Regions from separate parts of the Danio rerio genome. Here region 2 is linked to region 1. Evidence: chromatin contacts called from public Micro-C data. All regions are on one chromosome and are shown on one strand. Each heading gives the region's core, a stretch centred on a gene start, on an enhancer-like site or on the middle of the called end of the contact. The rest is flanking DNA. Distances are from core to core; before and after follow the strand shown. Region 1 overlaps ntf3 (neurotrophin 3). Region 2 has its middle 33 kb from the start of tbc1d30.

What was found. A called contact is a pair of places that touch in the nucleus more often than the background predicts.
Region 2: a contact with region 1 is called in a Micro-C map of caudal fin, with 2.4 times the contacts expected there. The contact joins two enhancer-like sites. A contact is called at or near these places in 2 of 18 Hi-C or Micro-C datasets (caudal fin and embryo).

Annotation. Positions count from the first base shown.
Region 1 is chr4:4,775,489-4,778,114 of GRCz12tu, forward strand. All of the region lies in intron 1 of ntf3 (neurotrophin 3), which reads right to left. Among named protein-coding and RNA genes, the nearest start is that of ntf3, 15 kb to the right of the region's middle. Within about 2 kb of position 1,298, at least 5 of the 62 cell types and tissues checked have an H3K27ac peak or open chromatin away from gene starts, as enhancers often do. A contact at or near this core is called in caudal fin, where this site is marked.
Region 2 is chr4:4,834,302-4,836,927 of GRCz12tu, forward strand. It overlaps a transcript of ntf3 not described here. Among named protein-coding and RNA genes, the nearest start is that of tbc1d30, 33 kb to the right of the region's middle. Within about 2 kb of position 1,335, at least 2 of the 62 cell types and tissues checked have an H3K27ac peak or open chromatin away from gene starts, as enhancers often do. A contact at or near this core is called in caudal fin, where this site is marked.

The DNA of each region.
Region 1 (2,626 bases), core at 48-2,547:
TAAAAATGAAGTCAACTCAACAGTTCCAAGTTACAATGAGTTTACTTACTTTATTTCTGTAAAGTTAACCTGTTGCTTTTAGGGCAAATGGTTTTACTCGTTTTAAGCTACTAATCTCCTTTTACAGTGCAGTTCCTTCAAGTTCCCAAAACAAATCAGTAAGCTAACTTAACCATTTTTACCAATTTAGATGGATTGAACATAAAACATCAGCCTGACCTCACGAGAAAACGTAAGTATTTTACGTTTTGCCAGTTTAGAGGCAAATTTTCATACAAGTTCAGTCGTACGAAGTTATACAATTTTAAAAAGGAGGCGTGGCACCCAACCCCACCCCTAAACCCAACCGTCATTGGGGGATGAGCAAATCGTATTAAAATGTACGAATTAGATCGTATAAATTCATACGAACTAGCCACTAAATCAAAAAGTTACGAATTGCCGTGAGATTGTGTTGAAAACATTGAAGTCGCCCCCCTAAAACCTTAAGAACTGTGTTGTTTCAACTTATTTTAAATAACTACACTGAAAAAAAATTATTCAAAGATGATTCCTTAGATTTACTAAGTTTTTTATGTTAAGTGGTTGTAAACAATTTAATTGTGTTGAATTGAAACAAACAAATTAAGTTGAACATTATTCAATTTAATTTGTTTGTTTAAATTCAACACAAATAAATTGTTTGCAACAGTTCTGCATGCAACACTTTTTTCAGTGTAGTTTAAACAAGCATTTTTTGAGTGTAGGGAACCCAAAACTGTTCATCAATGGCATTGCAACACCGCCCTTCTTTTGGTACCTCACATTGTAAAACAAAGCGACCACTACAGTCTAATTAGACACAGCGTTATAAATGACTCCCTGTGACACGCTCTTACCCCTGACCCAAATGAAGCATGAAATGAAAGTAACGGATGATTTTCAGTGCCAGTGATGAATGATTTCGACCATTTCCTTGGGTGGTATTTTCACACACACACACACACACACACACACACACACACACACACAACCGCGAGCCAAACCACACCAAGCCTGCGCCTGGAATGACACTGTAAGTTCATTGATTGGCCGAGTCAGCTGACAGAGCCGCTAATTGACTCGGTTGCTTTCTTAGGAATGCCCAAATTTGCTGATGCCCTAATCCATTTAAACTAGGTCGGAGAAGGAAGACTTTGAATAATTACGAAAAGTCATTCGATTACCAAAAGCAATTAGCTATTGGACACGTACAAGCGCGCCAAGACTCGTCATTGTCAGCACGACTGCGTGACTTGAGGGCGTTCAAATTATGCAATGAATAACACATACCGCACATTAAAAGGTCGTCACATGTGTGTCTGGTTGAGACCAAATGGAGATTTGCTCTAGGAGTGGACTGATCTTTACCGGATCAGAGGGATGTATTGTTTTTAAAAATCACCCCTGGCTCCTGTTTACTCTAGGACGGCTCCTCTGCAGCCATGCGCTGAAGGCGATAGATAACAACCTAACAACCGCCTTAAATACTTTCATCTCAAACACAGGCCAGCATTGTTTAAGAGCTCGCAAGTCCATCAGTTTCGGAAGAAAAGCACCTCAAGAAAGTCCTTTCATTCACACACACAGACTGTCCTCCGCAATCAGTCTGATCTCAGCAAAAAGGAATCGCTTTTTATATAACCCGAGTCTTGTGATACCAATGCACAGACCTTTTCTAAATTAGCAGCTCTTTTCATTGGGAAACAAGAGCTCTTTGCTATATCGGTTAGCATCTGAAAATGACATAATATGAAGGGACATAAAACAGCACTCTCTGTGAACTCGTATTCCAGGACACGGGAGCATTAGGCGTCAAAATCTGCTCCCTGATCTCCTTTAACTGGTTTAGGCCACTCGATGCACAGCTCTGCGCTTGCCTCGGGATTAATCCTCATAAACACTTGAGGTTTCCTTCATTTTAGCAACACCAATCAAGTGTTACTGAAAGACGCGGGCTGCTTTGTTTAGCATTCTTATTTCATTTTGCACTCTGGATTTAACCTCGGAGCGGCACAGTAGCATGTCCATATCTGACAGGTGTTAATCTCTCACAGCACTGTGTCAGTGGCCTCGACATTCGGGCTTGTGCACCACCTACGCACATCATCTAAGACTGGAGGCCAAGGAGGCTTACAACTCCCTGAGCTTTTAACTCCTGAAGGATTGGCCTGAGATTAGCAACAGCCTTCACGCCAGCCAATGCACCATTTAACGCAATGTTTAGGGCGGCACGCTGTGCTCCTCAGTATTGACAGTGGTGTAAAGTAACCAACTGTAACTGAGTAGTTTTTCTCAGAAATTGTTATTTACTTGGTAGTACAAGCACTTTTATTTTGCATTGAGTACATTTTTAGTGCTGCATCGGTACTTTTACTCCACTATTTTCCTTCAACCTGCAGTCACTACTTAATTTTTCTCTTGTCTATGGGGATTGGCTAATCAGTTATTCAATTCCTGCCCATTCATTCATTCAATTTGGGCTTGGTCCCTTTATTAAACAGGTGTCACCACAGCGGAATGAACCACCATTTTATCCAGCATACTTTTTACACAGTGGATGCCCTTCCGGCTGCAACCCATCACTGGGAAACACCCATACACTTTT
Region 2 (2,626 bases), core at 85-2,584, 59 kb after region 1:
GTTTTATTTTTGAATTTATACTTTATTTTATATTTTAATTTATTATTTTATTTTCGATTTTATTTGATTTTTTATTTGATTTGATTTTATTATGCATTTTATTTTTCCATTTTATTTTTCTATTTTATTTTTCCATTTTATTTGTAATTTTTATTTAACTTGATTTTCCGTTTTATTTGATGTATCATTTTATTTTTATTTATTATTTTATTTTTCAATTTTGTTTGTAATTTTTTATTTAATTCAATTTAGTTTTTTTATTTAATTTAATTGTTTTTATTTCATTTCATTATTTTATTTTCCATTTTATTTTTTTATTTTTATTTTTTCTATTTTATTTTTCCATTTTTTTATTTCATTTGATTTCCTTTTTAGTTTAATTTAATTGTTTTAATTTCATTTTATATTTTAATTTATTATTTTATTTTCCATTTTATTTTATTTTTTAATTGATTCTATTTGATTTTCTATTTAATTTTTCCATTTCATTTTTAGTTTTTAAATTTCATTTCATTTTCTTTTTTATTTAATTTAATTGTTTTAATGTCATTTAATTGTATATTTTAATTTGTTATTTTTTCCATTTTATTTGTTTTCATTTCATTTTATTTTATTTCTATTTTAATTTTCCATTTGTATTTTTTTATTTAATTTTTTTTTTAATTTAACTGTTTAATTTTTTAAATATTTTTATTTATTATTTTATTTTCCATGCATTTGATTCGATTTTACGATTGATTTTATTTTATATTTTATTTTTCCTTTTTTATTTGTAATTTTTTTTATTTAATTTAATTATTTGAATTTAATTTAATTTGAATTTCATTACATTTTTGACCAATTGGAATAAAGCTTTTTACAAAGTAAATTTTACTAATTTTAATTCCATATTAATTTGCATAATAAAGTGTAGTATATAATCAGGGAAATTATGCATGAACAAATCCCTCAGTAAGAAACTTTAGAAACATATATTATAAATCTCTGTAGTTTAGTGCTGCTGAAATGAAGATTCATGGCTTATTGTGAGAAGAAATAAAACTTATATAAAACCTACAGCACACAAATAGAGAAAATGATGCAAAAGAGAGACTTTGCAAGCACTTTGAGATGTTTTTCTAGCATCAGCATGAAAAAGCCCAAATCTGACAGGTGCCTGCAGGGTCTGGTCTTGATAATTGGTTTTGATCAGCCTATTAAATGTCCATTAGCTGAACGCATGGGTAAAGCTCTCGGTGTGTATATGAGTTTTCCTGCAGATGAGTCAGGGAGTGGGCACGTCCGCTTGATTATAGTTATTATTACCCCAGAGAACAGCCCTGTCTGCACTTGTCTGCTCTTTACATTGACATGTTATGATTGTGTTTGTGTCGTGGAGTGACAGGAGCAACTTCTGCTGTGCAAAGAGAAAGCCAATGAATGAGAAAGTGAAAGCGAGAAGCCATGCAGCTCAAAATAAGCTGAAGACATCAAATAAAATCTAACTAAAAGGGTAACTAGTTTTCTTTCACAAAACCTAATGGACTGAAGGTTGTGGAGGCTTGTTAATGTCACTGGATAAAAGAATACAGTTGCAAACTTTATAACCTTTTACCTTGGATTTTTCACAGAATTACAAGTTCACATTTTATCATTTTGACATTGTTATCTGAAGTCTGAGTTTACATCTCGCAATCCTGAATTTCTCTTTTTCAATCCTGACTTTTTAATCCAGGAGTTTACATATTAAAATCCTTACTTATTGATGTCGGAATTCTGAGTTCACATGTTAAAATCCTGACCTTTTATTCCAGGAATTCTGAGTTTACATATTAAAATCCTGACTTATTGATGTCGGAATTCTGAGTTTATAATTTAAAATCCTGACTTTTTAATCCAGGAATTCTGAGTTTACATGTTAAAATCCTGACTTTTGATGTTGGAATTCTGAGATTACATATTAAAATCCTGACTTACTGATGTCGGAATTCTGAGTTCACATGTTAAAATCCTGACTTTTGATGTCGGAATTCTGAGTTTACATATTAAAATCTTGACTTAATGATGTTTGAATTCTGAGTTTACATGTTAAATTCCTGACCTTTTATTCCAGGAATTCTGAGATTACATATTAAAATCCTGACTTATTGATGTCGGAATTCTGAGTTCACATGTTAAAATCCTGACTTTTGATGTCGGAATTCTGAGTTTACATATTAAAATCTTGACTTAATGATGTTTGAATTCTGAGTTTACATGTTAAATTCCTGACCTTTTATTCCAGGAATTCTGAGTTTTCATATTAAAATCGTGACTTTTTAATGTCGGAATTCTGAGTTTATAATTTGAAATCCTGACTTTTTGATGTCGGAATTCTGAGTTTATAATTTGTAATCCTGACCTTTTAATCCAGGAATTCTGAGTTTACAAATTTAAATCCTGACTTTTTGATGTCGGAATTCTGAGGTTACATGTTAATATCCTGACTTTTTATTTGAGGAATTCTGAGTTTACCTGTTGAAATCCTGACCTTGTAATGTTGGAATTTTGAGTTTACAAGGTCAGGATTTCAACAGGTAAACTCAGAATTCCTCAAATAAAAAGTCAGGATATTAACATGTAAACTCAGAATTCCCACATTAAAAGG